Regions from separate parts of the Rattus norvegicus genome. Here region 2 is linked to region 1. A link is a contact called in public Hi-C data. All regions are on one chromosome and are shown on one strand. Each heading gives the region's core, a stretch centred on a gene start, on an enhancer-like site or on the middle of the called end of the contact. The rest is flanking DNA. Distances are from core to core; before and after follow the strand shown.

Region 1 (6,042 bases), core at 1,834-4,333:
ATGAATAAGACGGAGCTAAAAAGTATGAAGACTGTGATCTGATTGTTGGTTCCATGCAATGGTAGAATCTGCATAAACAGGGGCTACACATGTGTCTCTTTTCAGGGCTCAAACTCATTATGTTTCATCACCACATCCCACTGAAGGATCACTTCTCTGCTCGGTAATCAACTCTAGTGGCTGGCCAGGTAAGCAGCTGCTGGGTATGAGCTCCTCATATGCCAGGTGGCCGTGCTGAAGCTCCCTTGTGTATTGGGGAGGAAAGAAATCGGTAATAAAGTTGTTAGCCTCTGCCCAGCAGCTGGAGGACGGAGCTCTGGGCCCCTTCTTCATAAGAGGAAGGAAATGATCAAAATTGGACACACCAGGAGAAAGCCTAATAAGCTTTTGTGTCTGGCAGACTTTTGGGGTTTGTGGCAATAACAGTGCTCAGGTGTCCTTCAGCACAGACCTGGAAATAACAGCTACCAAATGAAGAGACTTCCAGGGTACTAGTAAGAGATGGCAGGAGCTCAAGCAGGTGATTTCCCCCTTTGTCTTATTCTTTTTTTTTTAAAGGTTTATTTATTTATTATATATATAGCATCCTGCCTGCATGTACACCTGTAGGTCAGAAGATCCCATTACAGATGGTTGTGAGCCACCATGTGGTTGCTGGGATTTGAACTCAGGACCTCTGGAAGAACAGCCAGTGCTCTTAACCTCTGAGCCATCTCTCCAGCCCTCTCTCTTTTTTTTTTTTTTAAAGAATTATTTATTTTGGGGACACAGCTACAGTGTACTCACATATAATAAATAAATATCTTTAAAAAAAGAATAATTTATTTTATGTATATGAGTACACTGTAGCTGTCACTACATTACACTGGTGTGTAGCTACTCAGACACACCAGAAGAGGGCATCAGATCCCATTACAGGAGGTTGTGAGCCACCATGTGGTTGCTGGGAATTGAACTCAGGACCTCTGGAAGAGCAGTCAGTGCTCTTAACCTCTGAGTCATTTCTCCAGCCCTGTCTTATTCTTGCTTAGAAAAAAGTAGATTCTCTCATGATGAGCTGGCCAGTGGTCTGAGGGAGCTTTTAGGGCTGTTGTCACTTTCTGAGCAGTCACAAACTGTGATCCTCTTTGCCTCAGTTTCTTTAGGAATAAAAAAGCCTACTTCATAATATGCTAAAAGAGTCAACCACATGTTAAGGCTTTTTTCCCCCTTTAGGTAATATTCACATAAAAATTTAAAGACTGTGCAATAAAAATAATTTTTAAGCTCGTGTATACATGTGTGTCTGTACGACCAGAAGAGGGGGTCACATCCCCTGGAGCTGGCGTTACAGGTGGTTGTGAGTTCCCCAATGTAGTTGTTGGGAACAAATCCAGTAAGGGCTCCGAAGTTCTGAGCCAACTCTCTGACCCCTAGAAAGTGTGGTGTTGTCTCTTGCTTTTTGGTTTAATTTGCTTCCTTTCTTCCCTCCTTTCAAGTATGAGTGCTCTAGCAACTTGCACATCTGCATGTCAGAAGAGGGCATCAGACTGCATACTATAGATGCTTGTGAGTCACCAGGTGGTTGCTGGGAATGGAATTCAGGATCTCTGGAAGAGCTTGCCCTTAACTGATAAGCCATCACTCCAGCCCCAGTCTAATTCGTTGTTGTTATTGTTATCTCTTCACGGCCCTCACCCCTCCCCGACAGGGTTTCTCTGTGTAGTCTGGCTGTCCTGGAACTTGTTCTATAGACCAGGCTGGCCTTGAACTGCATGCCTTTGCCTTCCAAGTGCTGGGATTAAAGGCATGTGACACAACTGCCTGGCGTTTAGTCCAATTTTTAAAATTATAAACATTTCCTTTTATCATTAAAAGATTATTGGAGAACAATTCTTACAAGAAAAAAATCTATCGTCAGTAGAACATTAGTTTCAGGTAACTTTCTTATTTTTATGCCAGGGTTTGGCTAAGCAGTCAAAGATAACCTTAACAAACTTTTGATTCTCAGGTCTCAGTCTCCTGAGTGTTGGGATTACCCTATGACCTACCCAGTAGGTACACAATTTTATTTTATTTTTGTTATTAAAAATAAAACTGATCAACAGTTAAGAGAATTCGATGCCCTTTTAGAGGACCGAGGCCCCATTCCCAGTACCCAGATATCATCTTAAACTCTAACTCTAGTCCTTTAATTACATGTGTGCGGTGGAATGAAAGAAAATTAACTTTAAAAAAAAAAAAAAACCAAACCAGGGTCTTGCTTCATGGCTCAGCTGACCTTGAACTATTATTACTGGTGATACATGCTTCAGATGTTCAAATTACTGCTGCGTACTCCACCCTACCTTGACGAGATTTCTTTCTTTCGGGGTTTGATTTTAGTTTCTTAATTCAAGAGTACGCCAGAAATCATGGCAGCAGGAAATGGCTTATTTGATTTCTTCTAGAAACCATCCCACTGAAGAAAGGCTCCGAACGGAGCAAAACCATGCCTTCTCGCCTGCAGCCGGAATTCAACTCACCTGACATGCCGCTTTTCCTTTAAAGACCGCCCGCACGATCGCACACATGCGCACACCCCGGAGGAAATTCACGCCGGCAAGGGAGCGAGTCATTCTTCCCCCACTTTCCCTGGGGTTTCTGGCATTCCTTTCCGGAAACCGCAACCCCTCTGGAGACATTTTCCTCATCTATTCCGTCGCGTCATCCGTTTTTATACTTTTCTGTTAGTCGCTGTCCTGGGAGTTCCCTCTCCACAGACTACTACTTTCCAGAGGAAGGCCAAAAGGACTACAACTACCAGGGGACTCTGCGGCCTGTCCGCCCCCCCGCGCGCGCAGTGCAAGTTGGGTTCTGAGGTCCCACGATCTTCTAGTCGCGTGCAGCCCGGAGCAAGCGCACTACAGGTTCCGTGGCGCCTCGCGTGTGAGTCAGACAGGGGTGGGGCGGGGCTGGAGAGGCCGGGCTGGCGGCGAGAGAGCGGGCGGAGGAAGGGGGTGGGAGCGCAGGCGATGGAGGGGAGGAGTGGGGGTATGGGGGAGGGAAGGGGAAGGGAGGCGGGAGGCGGGGCCGAGTGGGAGCTGGAGCTAGAGTCAGAGTCGGCGGTTGCAGTGGAGGCGGTGATGTCGGTGCAGGTTGTGTCAGCAGCGGCTGCCGCCAAGGTGCCTGAGGTGGAGCTGAAGGATCTGAGCCCCTCTGAGGCGGAGCCTCAGTTAGGACTGAGCACGGCGACCGTGGGCGCCATGGTACCCCCAGCGGGTGGCGGGGACCCAGAGGCTCCAGCTCCAGCTCCCGCGGCAGAGCGGCCCCCGGCCCCTGGCCCGGGCTCGGGGCCCACCGCGGCTCTCAGCCCTGCGGCAGGGAAGGTCCCTCAAGCGTCGGCCATGAAGCGGAGCGACCCTCATCACCAGCACCAGCGGCATCGCGACGGCGGCGAGGCCCTGGTCAGCCCCGACGGCACGGTCACCGAGGCGCCGCGCACGGTCAAGAAGGTACTGGGGTCGGGCTGCCTCTCTTCTCGGAGAGGCGGGGAGGGCGGGCATGGGAGCGGCGGCCCTTCACGGCACCGCAGCACCCCGTTCCACACCCTCTAGGTCGTGGAGCCGAGAGTCTTTTCCCACCCTTGAACCCGCTCTTAGAGCGGCCGCCACCCGGTGCTCCGCTGAGAAGCGAAGCCTCCAGGTACCACGGGCAGACTTCGCTACTAATAACATGGAGGTAGCGCCCTTCTCTACTACTTGAACGAGGCAGGGGAGGAGAAGCACCTACTACTACACCCCCCGCCTCCAGCACACTCCGCGTGTAATTTTCCGGGCTGTTCCGCGGCATAGAAAAACCTTCCCTCCAGCGATAAGGATAGTAAGATCTTTTTCCTTGGGGAACGAGGAAGCAGTAGTTAGCTCTCATGAGAGCTCAGGAAACCCTCTGAGTTGCCCGGCTTCTGCACAGATGATGACTTTCTGCCTTTCTGTGGCCAACAGCTTTCCACAGGGTAGTACTGATCTGTGCCCTTCCTTTCTAGCCATTGCAATTCTCTTGTACTGTGATTGGAGAAGGGTAATGGAGAGATGCTTCGTTCACTCTGAAGAGGTCTCTAGGATTACTAGATTGTATCTGAGGAGAATGCCTATTTCATTCCTATCCTTATTGTGAGAAGAAAGTGTTAGGAAGAAATGCCTGCTACTTTTGGAAAGTAATCATTTGGAGCTGTCAGCTTCCTTCTTGAACAGACACGTGTAATGATAATACCCCCCATATTATTTATATATTGGCTATAACCTTTACCCCCCTCCCCTCATTTTAGCTCCCATTTATCGATGCTAAGTCGGCACAAGAGGAAAAAGACAAGAGATGTGGATCATCTAAAAAAAATATGGCTTTCATTTCCTGGAAACAATATGAACACCATAATTTATATTTTTTTCATTATGATAGGTACATTTTGTTCTGTCAGAACAACAATAAAAAAGATATGAAGTGTACATTAGGTTTACTATGTAGAGTTTAGGTGAACCTTGGATCCAGCAAAACATTTTGTTGTAATTATCTCATGACTTAGAGCAGTTAACTTTTTCATTCTGACTTCTCAAAGGTAGTGCTAAATGATGTCAGAGGCAAGACTGAAGGAAACTAACAGTGCTTTAGGACATGCTTTGTCCTTTGCAGCTTGGTGTGTCGTCCTCCCCTCTCCTTGCAATTATAGTTAAGTGGAGGAATTACACTTAAAAGAGGCAGCCTGGGCTAGGGCTGGAAGTACTTAGGTCAAAATTAGGAAATCCAAAGCATATTTCTCATGAGTTAAGATGGCCTGTAACTTTGGCCAAATCTTTTTCTTGTGACTATTTCTTCTAAAGTTTGTAATTTAGTTCTTTTAAGGATAAAATGTTTAATAAGTTACTTTTAGAGTGAAGTTTACACTTAGGTACAGACCTGGGTTTGAATATAGCACTCCCTCCCTAGTATTAACTTTTGAATAATTTGCAAATTGTATAAAGTAATTTCTTCTATAAAATGAGGGTATTAGTTATAATTCAGGATTGAAAATGTTTGTGGTCATCACATAGAACTTGGTACCTCTAGTAGAATCTTGATAACTTATTAGAATTTATTGTTTCTCTCCTCATTTTTTTAAGTGTATGTTACTGTGATCTTCTCTGGAAAAATATACATATTAGTAATAGTTCAATAGATTCTGTATAAAGAATTAAAAAAAATGCACAGGCCAGTACCCTAGAGTCTGTTATTTAATTCTAAATGTGCTTCTTGGACTCTTTCCTTGTTGCTGAGCCACCTTCTTCTTCTTCTTTTTTTTTTTTTTTTTTTTTTTAATAAGTCTCAAAATCATGTTCCATGATTCTAGATTTACTCAGCAGCCTCAGGGCTGCTTGCCGACAGGGCCGAGCTTGCCTCACACTTGCAACCTCACCAAAAGCCCGTGTTATTTGGTGAACACTCAGCAGGTAAAGTCCTGGGCAAGGATGCATCTGTGTGACCTAAGTAAGCACATTGCTGAGCTTGGCTTCTCTTTTTTTTTTTTTTTTTTTTTTACCCCCACTCGCCTTTCTCTTGTCTTGTTAGGGTCTCAATCTCTGTAGCCCAGGCTACCTGGAACTAAGTAGCTGAGGCTGGCCTCTGTAATCTTCCTGCCTCAGCCTTCTGAGCACTGAGATAGCAGGTGTATGGCACCACACCTGGCCTGAACTTTTGTCTGTCTTTCTTTTTTTAAGACAAGGTCTAGGGCTGTAGACGTGGCTCACTCGATAGCAGGCAAGAAGCTCTGGTTCGATCCACAGAAACATATAAACCAGACACAGAGGTGCTCAGCCGTAACCCCCATACTGAGGACAAGAGAACCAGAAGTTCAAGGTCATCCTTAGCTATATAGTGAGTTTGAGGCCAGCCAGGCTGGCTTTGAACTCATGAACTTTTGTGTCAGCTTCCTGTGTGCTGGGATTTGAAGTTTGTACCACATTTGACTTGCAGTTTTTAAAGAGCATAATCTCAAGTTTTCTTAATAGTGAATTGACTACATTTTCTCTATGTAGATGTCACTCAAGGAAA
Region 2 (5,516 bases), core at 1,762-4,261, 280 kb after region 1:
GCAAGAAAACAAAACAAAAAACAAAACAAGAGGCCATTAGGATCTACTACCTTAAATAAAAATCATTGTGGTCATGCAAACATTACATTGTGACTGCCTTGCTGTACACAACATTTACAAATAAATAAAAAACCCTTCGACCAAGAGGCAGCCTTGACTTGCCAATACAAGAACCCCATTCTCATGCAAAGATCAGCCAGTTTGTCTTGGGGGCAGTAATTTCAATTTGTTTAGGATGCTTAATGTCATCCCAAACATGCTTAAGAAGGTACAGAACTAATATAAAGATGATGGAAAAGTCAAATCCATTTATAGCATTCATCCCAAGATATTAGCCCTGGTAATAAATATTCTGTGTAATTTAGTATTTTCTAATATTTGTAAAATTAGGACATTTGTAGTAGAAAATGTCAAGTTGCACAGAAGTTAATGCAGTCTGATGCTCTCTTTTCTTTATGGAATGTTGGCTGGCCACGGCCCACTGAGTTTCTCTTGTGTTTTGTGAGTCCGTGTGGAGTGCCCTTAAAAAGCTCTGGTAGGGGGCTGGAGAGATGGCTCAGCGGTTAAAGAGCACTGACTGCTCTTCCAGAGGTCCTGAGTTCGATTCCCAGCAACCACATGGTGGCTCACAACCATCTGTAATGGGATCCGACACCCCCTTCTGGTGTGTCTGAAGACAGCTACAGTGTACACATATACATTAAAAAAAAAAAAAAAGCTCTGGTAGGCCAGGATCAGGACTGGTTCTCTTGGTCTGATTTGTGTCGAGTACATCCACATGTTTTGGTTTCTTCATCTGTCAAATGGGACCATAGTGTCCTTACCTAACGGGCTCCAGTGGAGAATGAAAAGAGAGAGGGAGTGTGGGGGCTGGGGCGTTGCTCAGTTGTTTGTTTGCCTAGCATGTGTGAAGCCCTGGGTTCAATCCCCAGCACACATTAACTGAGCGTGGTGGCACAGGCCTGGTATCCCACCACTTGGGAGGCCAGGACGTAAGGCTTATGAGTTGACGGTCTACCTCAGGTACACAGTGGAGGTTAGGTCGGGCTACTTGAGCAGAGAAGGGAGATCATACAGCTGTAGCTGGTAAATCCCGTGTAATGAGGAAAGTTAAGGCACCCAGGCTTGGGGGATGAGGGATGAGAGCAATGTTGAGACCAAAGAAGTAACAAGCTGTTCTGATGGAAAGTTCTAGCAGGTGAAAAACGTTCTGAGCGGGGGTGGGGGGTAAGTGTTCCTTGATATATATGACCCAACGACTTCCTAATTCTTCTGTAGCCTGAGAGGGACATGGCAGATGAGGTCAGAGAGGGCACCGTGGGTGAGGTCACCAAAGTTCTCAAAGCCACCCTCAAGGACTTTAGATGTTAGACATCCCAAACAGGAACATGACACGATTTGCCCAAAAAAAAAAAAAAAAATTCAAGCTGAAGTGTGAAGAAGGGACTAGAGAGAGCAAGTCCAGTGGCTGGGAGGGTGGGAAGAGTCTAAGTGCAGCATCTGCCTAAGAAAGCAACCCGGACCAGAGTAAGAAAGATGGGCAACGACGCTTTCATTGGATGGCCAGGCACAGGGTACACATCTTCTCTAATCTCAGAACTTGGAAGTCAAGGGCAGGATAAAAATCTCTGAGTTAGAGGCCAGTCTGGTCTCTATGGTGAGTTTCAGGCCATCTAGGCATCTAGGGTTGCATAGTTGAGACCTGTCTCTAAAAAAAAAAAAAAAAAAAAATCGCAATCGTTGAGTATGTAAAACTGAGGCAAAGAGGAAAGAGTAGACATTCCTTCAGGGATGGGTGGTGTCAGTGACATCAGTTTAGAAAACATTAAGGGAAAAAGGCATCCAGTTAAGCTGGGCAGTGGTGCCCCTGGCCTTTAATTCTTTCTAGTGCTTGGGAGGCAGAGGCAGATGATCTCTGGGTTCAAGGCCAGCTTGGTCTACAGAGTGAGTTCCGGGACAGCCTCATCTAAACGGAGAAACCCTGTGTGTGTGTGTGTGTGTGTGTGTGTGTGTGTGTGTGTGCGCGCGCGTGTAAGGGGGGTTATACATAAAACAAAAGGCATGCAATTAAAAATTGTTTATTTGCTAAGCTGTTTTCTGACACCATGTGCGGCATTTTAAAATTATCTAGTGTGCATTAAATCTCCAGGAAGTGTTAAAAATGCAGGTTCTCGGAGTAAGTTAACACGTTAAGATTCTAGGTTTCAGTTGGAGCTGGCAATCAGCGGTTCTCATGGTGCTTCCTGATGACATAACAAAAGCAACCTAAACTACCCCTTGTCTCTAACCTCTTATTTTCTCACCGTCTACTCACTTATTAGGCATACAGCTAGGACACTCTATTGCTTCATGTACGCCCCAAGAAAGCAAGGGGAAGAACTTAATTTTTTATTAAACTTATTTTTTATTTTTTGGTTTGCTAACAGGTGCACTTCGGAGCACCCACAACAGCATCCAGTATGGAAAAGGGCTCCTTAGAAATGTTGGTCTAACGAACAAGAGAATAAATTACCATATTGCTTTGTATAAAACTTTCCCGTTTAAAGATCTGGTTAGGGCTTTGAGATAGAGAAGCAAAACTCATTCCAGAGTGGGGTCGAGGTGACGACGCAAGCCGTGCCGAGGAAACTGCGGGAGAAGCCCTTTGGAGCGGAGGTCCCACTTCCCCGCGCTCGGCACCGAGCGGAGGGCCCCTTCGGACTAGCAACCATTTTGGGCGGCATGATCTACTTCGCCGCCGCGTCCTCAATTTGCTCATCCAGTTACCCTCCTGGTTCCGGCCCCAGCCAGCGCTGCAGAGCGGCACCAGAGGCCGACGAAGCTGCCGGGGGCTGCGAGAGGGCTGCTGAAAGCCCCCTCCCTGGGGCCGCAGAGCTCGCCGGCCTCGCCATCATGGCGGTCTCCGGGCGGGGAAGCTGAGCCGTGCGTCGCGTGCGTGCCTCCTCCTTCCCCTCCCCCTCCTCGGCGGCGGCGGCGGCGGCAGAGGCGGCAGCGCTCGCCATTGCCGCTGGTGGCAGGAGGCTGCGAGGAGCCGGCGCGGTCGCAGTCTCCACGGCGCAGGCCCACGGTAGCGCAGCCGCTCTGAGGTGAGTGCCCTACCGCGCAATCTCCAGCTATTTCAGCCCCGGCGCAGCCGCAACACGCCGCCCGCCCGCCGGCCGGCCGGCCCGCCCCGCAGCCGGCACCCTGCCGCCCCCGGCTCGGGGCCTGGGCCCCCGCCGGATTCGGCCTGCCTGGGGCGGGGGACCCGGGCCCGGCCCAGCCAAACCGCCACCTCGAGGATGCGCAGGCCGCACTAGGCCCCAGGCGTCCTGGCGGGCTCGGGAGGGAGGCGGCTGCCCTCCCAAGAGCCCCGGGGTTCCGGCCTCCCCTACCGCCTCGGGTTCTCCCGGCCGCGGCCTCCTCCGCGCCGTGGAACCCCGGGCCTGGCCTTCCCCACGGGCTCGGGAGCGGGCGGCCCGGGAGAGCGCGCCCGGCCCGGGAGTGGGAGGTGGGTGGGCTGCGCGGGACCGGAGCGGCGGCTCGGCGCTCGCCCCCTCGGCTCTTCCCGGCTCTGGCCCGCCGGTGGCGCGGCGCGGCCGGGCGGGGCGCGGGAGTGGCTGTCTCTGGCGGGAGAGGAGGCTGGTGGTTCGGCCGGCGACCTCCGAAGCTTCCCTCCCGCCGGGGTGGCGTGGGATGGTTACCCAGGTGGACTGGGGGGCGCTGAATATGGCGCGCTGCCCACCTTCTTGCAAGTTGTGAGGAGGCGCCTAGGCGGCAGTTCGAGGAGGAGGGCGCAAAGTCCTTTTGTACGCAGAAATAAGGAGCGACATTGTGTTTTCCTCTACGGCGGAGATACCCACCGAGGGGCCTGGGTTCTGTCTCGGGACTGGCATGGTGGTCCCCGGGGTACAGGAGGGGGAGGTGGCGCACCCTTCGGAAGGATCGGAGCCTTTGCCTGGGTTAAAACAGGGAGTCTGGGATGGTCTTGTGCTTGATTCTTTCCCATATCCTCAGGCTTTCGTGGATTCATGGGTTTGCCATTGCATGTTCTGTAGTGATGTCCACTGTTTCTCACCTGTTGTGTCGTTGCTGCTGGCCCCAAACTTTGTTTGATGCATCTGACTGTCCACCAGAACTTGAAATTGTTAAGCATATTAATGTTGTTAGAGCTTCAAAGGATATCTGCTCTGACCAGTTGGAGGAGCTGTTAACAGGTCATCCCATCTTCCCAACCATTAAAATATCTTGTACTAATTGCTTATGTTAGAGTTGGTATCAGTTGGGCCGAATTCTTTAAGTAGGCAGAGCACAATTCACATTTTAGTCAGCGTTTAAACTCCATTTTTTGGGAGAAAGTTGGTGGGAGTGAACCTGTCAGTTGGGACAGTGCTCTGAACGAGAATGGGTACAGCTTTTGTCCTTGGGGGAGTGGTCCTTTTCCCAGTCTTCATCAGACTTAAAAAAAGCAGTCTTAAATGCTTTTTTCTTTAGTCTTGAACAGTAAGTTATTGGATTGTTCCTCACTCTGGGGAAGAGGGGTAGGAGAAACATTGGAGGAACTTTTTTTTTTTAAATACGAGTGTTAGTTTTTTTTTTTTTTTGTTTGTTTGTTTTTTTGTTTTTTTGGGGTTTTTTTGTTTGTTTTTTTTTTTTTTTTTGGTTCTTTTTTTCGGAGCTGGGGACCGAACCCAGGAGTTTTTTTTATTATTATTATTCAGTTGTGTCCTGACTCCCTAACATTGTCTTAAAGTTTTTGACAAGCTACCCTATAAAGTAGTAAAAATACGGTTAATTATGAATACAAAAGTAAATGTATGATCATCACATGTAATATGATGTATTGACTTAATTTGGGTGCAGACTTACTGCAGTTCATTGAGTGTAGATTTTTGGGAAGGTGTTACCCTTCCTCTTTATTTTTTGGTGCTTTGCTGGGGTCTAACCCAGGGCATTGGACATGCAGACTATTTGCTGCTGAAAATACATTGGCAGCCTTTTGTTGTTTGTTTGTCTGATAGGAGTTAGACTGTTGTTTTCAATTGGGGATCTAACCCACACCGAAATAAAACGATAGTCTTTTAGTCCACTTTATTTAAAGTCTTGATTTCATTATACTCTCAAACTCAACAGAAGGGAAGATGACTTTTTGTCTACTAGTGGTTTATATTCTCATTTAACCAAAACCAGCCAACTCAAATTAGGTGTTTTCACAAAAGTACTGGAATTATAGAAGGATTATAGAAGGGATTTCAGGTTTACCTCGACATTCATACATATTTCAGTGGGACCTAAGGTTGTGGGTTTTCTGTTTTATTAAGGCATAATTACACACCCGTTGCTAATTTAGTTAGGGAGGTGAAGGCCAACCTAGAGTGATTAAAATTGTGAATTGTCTTTGCTGGAGTACTGTATTGTTAATCAGACCTGGCTTGTCTGTACAAAGCAGTTTATGGAAAATAACAAAAAAAGGCATGCACTTTTTAAGGGAAGATTAAGATTCTTGTGGTTTAGAATTACAGTTTTATGTCTTTTTT

The links. Hi-C and Micro-C count contacts between places; a contact is called where the count stands out from the background.
Region 2: a Hi-C map of kidney shows a contact between it and region 1, with 2.2 times the contacts expected there. The contact joins the promoter of Nrf1 here to the promoter of Ahcyl2 in region 1. A contact is called at or near these places in 2 of 12 Hi-C or Micro-C datasets (frontal cortex and kidney).

Annotation. Positions count from the first base shown.
Region 1 is chr4:59,345,664-59,351,705 of GRCr8, forward strand. Ahcyl2 (adenosylhomocysteinase-like 2) reads left to right here and starts at 3,084. Exons shown (of 17, transcript NM_001173510.2): 1 at 3,084-3,473. The coding sequence starts at 3,105. It overlaps LOC120102483 (a long non-coding RNA gene), which reads right to left and starts at 2,938. Exons shown (of 2, transcript XR_005504143.2): 1 at 2,505-2,938; 2 at 1-244.
Region 2 is chr4:59,629,415-59,634,930 of GRCr8, forward strand. It overlaps Nrf1 (nuclear respiratory factor 1), which reads left to right and starts at 3,012. Exons shown (of 12, transcript NM_001100708.1): 1 at 3,012-3,086.